Regions from separate parts of the Ovis aries genome. Here region 2 is linked to region 1. A link is a contact called in public Hi-C data. All regions are on one chromosome and are shown on one strand. The core of a region is the stretch at or near the end of the contact, and the rest is flanking DNA. Distances in the headings are between cores, read along the strand shown. Region 1 has its middle 16 kb from the start of NXPH3. Region 2 holds the start of NGFR (nerve growth factor receptor).

What was found. A called contact is a pair of places that touch in the nucleus more often than the background predicts.
Region 2: a contact with region 1 is called in a Hi-C map of tail adipose tissue, with 4 times the contacts expected there. The contact joins the promoter of NGFR here to the enhancer-like site in region 1. A contact is called at or near these places in 6 of 16 Hi-C or Micro-C datasets (liver, mixed tissues, muscle and 2 more).

Annotation. Positions count from the first base shown.
Region 1 is chr11:36,787,316-36,790,723 of ARS-UI_Ramb_v3.0, reverse strand. No RefSeq gene overlaps it. Among named protein-coding and RNA genes, the nearest start is that of NXPH3, 16 kb to the right of the region's middle. Within about 2 kb of position 1,328, at least 4 of the 54 cell types and tissues checked have an H3K27ac peak or open chromatin away from gene starts, as enhancers often do.
Region 2 is chr11:36,843,685-36,846,634 of ARS-UI_Ramb_v3.0, reverse strand. NGFR (nerve growth factor receptor) reads left to right here and starts at 1,649. Exons shown (of 6, transcript XM_027974687.2): 1 at 1,649-1,834. The coding sequence starts at 1,769.

The DNA.
Region 1 (3,408 bases), core at 79-2,578:
ACAGACCTCATCTGCTTATTGTTCTTGTTCAGTCACTAAGTCATATCCGAGTCTTTGCAGCCCCATGCACTGTAGCAACTCCAGGCTTCTCTGTCTTTCCCTGTCTCCCTGAGTTTGCTCAGGGACTCATGTCCATTGAGTCAGTGATGCCATCCAACCATCTCATTCTCTGTCACTCGCTTCTCTTCTCGCCCTCAATCTTTCTAGCATCAGGGTCTTTTCCAAAGAAGTTGGCTCTTTGCATCAGGTGGCCAAAGTACTGGAGCTTCAGCTTCAGCAACAGTCCTTCCAATAAATATTCAGGGTTGATTTCCCTTAGGATTGACTGCTTTGATCTCCTTGCTGTCCAAGGGACTCTCAAGAGTCTTCTCCAGCACCACAGTTTGAAAGCATTAATTCTTCTGCACTCGGCCTTCTTCATGGTCCAACTCTCACATCCGTACATGACTACTGGAAAAACCATAGCTTTGACTAGATAGGCCTTTGTCAGCAAAGTGATGTCTCTGCTTTTTAATACATTGTCCAGGTTTTTCATAGCTTTTCATCTGCTTATAGTGAGGATTAAACAAATCAATTCATGCAATACACTTAGAAGAGTTTCCTGGCACTACTCAGTATTTACTATTATAGTTATGACTACATACCTGATTTAACTCCTACAACAATCTTGTGTTGGAGATACTGGCTTTCCACTTTGTAAGTGGAAAGTGGACTCAGAACATTTAGGGGCTTCCCACGTGGCACTATTAGGGGCTTCCTCACCAAGGTCACACAACGAGCATGTATCAGAATCTAGATTTTAATCTGGATTTGGCAGAGTCTTAATCATGGGTCAGGATGTGACAGTTCTGGGCAGACAGATCAAATGTCCAGCCTAAGACTTCCTGACATAGCTTATTTGCCTAAGTCCCCGCCCCTTACTGTGTGGCCCATAGGCCTGTGTTTCATCTGGACTCAGCAACTGATCATAGCGTGGGGTCCAGGCTCAGAGAACCAGATACTCGAGTTCTGTGGACGCTAGTGTGACCAGGGCTGTAGAGAGGAAGATTTGGTTGATAGGGTCGCAGTGATGCGCGGGGCACACCCAAAACCTCAGCTTCAGCAAACTGCTCAGGGTAAGGCGATGCCGCAGCGCCCTCTGTTGGCCAGAGGATGTGGCCATCTTGAGCGCTCCGATGATGAGGGGGGAAAGAGATTGCTTGCAGACGCTTGCTGTCCAGTCGCTAAACCTTGGGCGACTCTCTGCAACCCCGTGGAGTGCTGCACAGCAGGCTTCCCTGTCCTTCACTACCTCCCTGAGACAGTGAGTCAGTGTCACTATCTCGCTATCACTGAGTCATAATAACTTACCATCTAATCATCTCATCCTGTCACTCCCTTCTCCTGCCCTCAATCTTTCCCAGCATCAGGGTCTTTTCCAATGAGTCAGTGGCCAGCGTATTGGTGCTTCAGCTTCAGCATCAGTCCTTCCAGTGAATATTCAGGGTTGATTTCCTTTAAGACTGACCTAAAGGAGTTTGATCTCCTCGCTGTCCAGGGGACTCTCAAGGAATGCAAGCTTCCTAGGGCCCTAGGAGTCAGTGCCCACTGAAGTGGTCATCTGAGCTGGGAAAACTTTAGTGACTCCTACATCAATCCCTATTTTGTTGCTGGGAAAACTGAAGCCAAGAGAGGGGTGATGGTTGACCCCCCCAAAATAGCTGGGGCCAGGGACTGGATGAGGCTGGCTAAATCCCAGGGGTGGTGTCACGGAATGACCTAGGCACCCTCACCGGTCAGGCTCCCCACCAACCACCCCAGCACAACCTACAGACCACTCCAGATCTCCTAGCTCTGCCCCTTCCTCCTGCCCCTTCTACCCAGTCCCCTCTTGTAAGAATTCTAGAATCTCCTTGTCTTGTCTCTTTGCCACCATATTCTCCAGTCCTCTTCAGAAGCCCATCTCAGGAAACTGCCCGTGCTCTCTTACAACCAACTTCTCATGTAAAACCTTCTGGTTTTTTCTTATTTTTACCCCCAGGAAATGAAAACTTTAATTTCTTTCTTTTATTTTTTAAATTAACTTTATTGGGTTTTCTTTTTAATTACAAACCACCATACTACATGTTCTTTGTAACAGCTAAACAAACCACAGTTATCTAAAGAAAAACTTGATAAATTTCTCCCTCCCTTTCCAGCCCCACACCCCTGAGATCACTAACGTGGCTGAAGGAGGGCTGTCTTGCCTTATTGTTCTAAGGCTGTTCACTAAGCAGGTAGGAAGAATTGAAACCCACTATGTGCTGAGCCCTGTGCTAAGCCTGGGCTACGGGAAAACAAGACAACCACGATGCCCACTGCTCTCATGGGGCTTACATTCTAAGCCCCATGAGAGAGTGAACATTTCAGATAGTAATGCAACCTCTGGGTGGGGGTTGGGGCGAATGGTGGGGTGATGGGCTGGGAGTGATGAGTTCTGGGGCAGGGACCAGGCTGGTTTGGGTGGAACAGCAAGGGAAGGGCCCTTCAAGGAGGGACGTTTGAGTTGATGCCCAATAGAGGGCGCTGTAGACCACTGTTTGAATGTTATTCTAAGGGCCCCAAAAAGCCTCTGAGCATAGGAAGGGGTTGCACAGAGACCCCTTGGAAGAATGGAATGAGGCTGAGCCAGTATGGCTGACAGGAGACAGAGGAGAGAGAGAGATTTCTTTTTTCAGATGTTCCTTCTTTTTATGTAAAATGGGCTTAGACTATATACATTTGCTCATCTCTTTTTCCTTCCAGCGCTTTAGTCAGAAAATGCAATTCTAGTTCCAAAGGGACAGCAGTTCACACTCTGAGCAGCCAGCACCCCACAGATGCCACAGCCCCAGCTGTTAATCAGTCTTTTAATTTTTTCAATCCAAAGGGTAAAAAATACATCACAGGGATTTGAACAACAAAATTAATAAAGTAGTATTGGATTACAACCCAAAGCATAAAATAAATATACATGAGTCCATAGTGGTTTTAATAAATGATTGAATAAGTTAATAAAAGGGGAAAGAAGAATTCCAGGAAAATGATGCAGTCAGTTCATCCTAGAAGAGGGGCTTTTCATCCCTCCCTCCTTAACTGTGGGCTGCACATAACCACATCCTTTTAAAGAGTAGAGCATGGAAGAGGCAGGCTAGGGAGTGAGGGATAACTACAGAGAAAGAGCCTGACAAACGCTGCTGCAGCCAGGTAATCCAGGTCAACATCAACTGTCATAAGGCACGTTGACATTATTTGTTTCTGAGTCCAAACTGGCTCAGTCTGTTCACTGCACAGTTCAGTTCAGTTCAGTTGCTCAGTCATGTCCGACTCTTTGTGACCCCATGAATCGCAGCACGCCAGGCCTCCCTGTCCATCACCAACTCCCAGAGTTCACTCAGACTCATGTCCATC
Region 2 (2,950 bases), core at 400-2,899, 56 kb before region 1:
GCTGAGAGGAAAGGCAGGCCTCTAAAAGCCGCAGGAGGAGACAGCTTAGAGGCAATCCCTGTCTGAGAGGAGGGATCCTCAGGGATTTCTGAAGAGGGGATGGCTGCCTGGTGTCTTCTGCCCAGCCGTGGGAGGTAGCTTATTCACATTCATGGCCAAGGCCACAGTGATTTGACGTCTACCTGTCCTTTCTGGGGATAGCCACTGGATTTTGTTGGTTACACAGGAAAGAAACTCACAGGGCAGAATTTTTACTCCCACAAATGAATGATTTAGCTGAGAAATCACCTACCAATAGTAAGCTTGCCCTAAGCACAAGTGTCTGACTCTCTCCCTTCTTCCTGTAAGGCTATCTTTTCAAAGTTGAAACTGAGGTCCACACCTGGCCAAGTTCAGGGTGAGGGGATGAGCTTTATAGACTTGCCCCCTACAACTCTATGCTCCAGGGCTATCTGGGAACCAGGAAAGGGTGGGGACAGGCAAGGTGGGGTTGAGCATCAAGGTGGAGGTGGAAGTGCTTCCTGCCAAAAGACTGGTGGCAAACTCCTGGGGTTGCCAGGGCCTATAATTTGAAACTTCCAAGTTTTCTAGAGCATGATGAGTGTGGTCCTGGAGATGTACGTGGATGTGAGTCCATTCAACTCTTTTATTCTTTCTGCAGACCTTCATTGAACACCTACTGTGTACTAGGCATCCAGATAAGAAACCGCAGTCCCTGCCTCCAGGGAGCTCATCAGCTTATGGAAACATAGTCTAATGAAGGCAAATGGTTGAGGATACATCTATGTGTTCATATCTCTGTGTGTGTGTGTGTGTGTGTGTGCACTGTGTGAGAGATTATACATATGAGGGGTTTCATGGAGATGACTGCACACGAACACGTGTATGTGTGAGTGTGTATGTGAGGACGTGTGTTTGAATGTTATGAGCACACGGGCGATGAGTGTGCATGTGTGGAGGTGCACAGGCATGGGCAGAAGGCACCGGTCCACAGGACTGCGTGAGGATGGCGGGGGCATAGGCGACTGCATAAGCACATATGTATGTAACCTCGGGAGTGTGTGTATTCCTTTTTGTGTGTGTGCACACCTGCGATCGCTTCAGACCCGTCTTTTGAGAATTCAAATGATGTCGGGATGGTCTCCTCCTTGAACGTCCCAGCTGTCTGTGGTCCGTGTCAGACCACTTGCCACCTCTCTCCCTCCTTCCCCTAGGCCTTTGCAGAGACAACCCCGCACTGGGAAGGGGCAGAGAAGGACTTGGGTATAGACCGGGAAATGAAAGGAGGGGCGGGCAGTGAGCATTACTGCTGATAACGGCTGGGTAGGGAGCAGGGCACCGGGGAAGAAGCTGAAGCCAGAGGCAGGGAAAGATGCGCAAGAGAGGGAATCCGAGCCCACAGCATCCGGGACGGACGCGTAGCAGCGCGGGTCAGGCGCCGGGTACCAGGTCAGGGATAAGCTTTGAGGGCGGGGTGCGGAGAAGCTGCAGCGGGGCTCACGGGCGCGGCTCCCTGCACGGTCCCTTTCCGCCTCTCCCCTCCGGGAGACCGCGGGGAGGGCGGGCGCGGTTCCGGGGGTGGGCGGGCTGGGCGGGGCGAGGGCGGGGCCGCCGCACTGGCTTCTCCTAGCCCCTCCCGCCGGCAGCCAGAGGGAGCCGAGCCTCCGCCAGCTCTGAGGGGCTGGCGCTGGAGCGCTGCGCAGCGCAGCCCTATCGGTCCGCGGAGCGGGCTGAACTGAAAGCCGAGCGCTGCCGCGGGAGGCGGGCGATGGGGTCAGGTGCCGCCGGCCGCGCCATGGACGGGCCGCGCCTGCTGCTGCTGCTGCTCCTGGGGGTGAGTGCTAACGGAAGGGGAGCTCGCTCTCTTTCCCGGGACCGAAACCTCGATGAGTCCAAGTTTCCCTGAGGAAAAACAGAAAAGAGCATTGGGGTCCCAGATGCTGGCGGCGGCGGCGGCGGCGGGGCGGGTGTGGGGCGGGGGGCGGTGGATGACGAGAGAGGAGCTCCGATGATGCCAGTATCCACGGAGGAGCGTCTCAGGTTCTCAGAGCGAAGAGGCGACTCTGAGATTTAAGGTAAAGATGCGGAGAAGAGGGGCGCGCGGAAGCAGGTCCTCGTGTGCCATAGGAGGTGTGTGTGGAGGAGCTGGGAGGGGTCTCTCAGGAGAGAGTCGTGGGGCTCTCGGATGCCTGGGTTCTTCGGAAGAGGGCGCTTGAATGCGGGATCTCGAGGCGACTTTCCCTCTGAGCATCTTGATCTCTGGAGAGTCGTGGGACGGAACCCAGGCTAGAGAAGGACGAGGAATGGGACGGGAACTAGAAAAGTGAGGGGCGAGCGTGGTTGGGGTGGGGAACCGGAGACGAGGAGATAAGAATGGTGTGGGAGGAGGACGGAGGGACTGGAGGCAAGGGGACCGGGCGTCGGACAATGAAGACCAGCCAGACAATGGGGTGGGGGGAGGGGCGTGGGAGGGAGAGGTTCGGGGAGCCTCTGTTGAAGGGAGAGAGGTGGGTTAGGCAGGGCAGAAAAGGGACGCTGGTGAGGCAGGTGGAGAGAGGGAAGCAAAAGGAGAGAGGACGGAGTAGGGAGAGCAGAGCTGAGTGGTCTGGGCCCCGCCTGTCCGCCGAGAGACAGTGGGACGAGAAGAGAGAGCAGAGACAGACTCTCCCCGCATGTGTCGCGCGCGCTCTCTCGCGCGGTCGGGGAATTGTGGTTTGGGGTCCGAGGCCGGGAAAGGAGTGCCCACCTCGCCAGGGCGAACCCGCCTCCCCGGTTCCCCAGCGACCGGCGGGCTCCCGCTACACACTTATTGTCGCGGTTAGAAGCAGAGCTGCGGACTGGATGGGACGAAGCAGGCGTCGTCTGACAGGTTCTGGCCGCTGCCAGTTCTCGGGGTGCAGAGAGGCGGGACTCGCAGAGCCGGGAAGGTCCAGGCGGTGCGCCGCCGAGG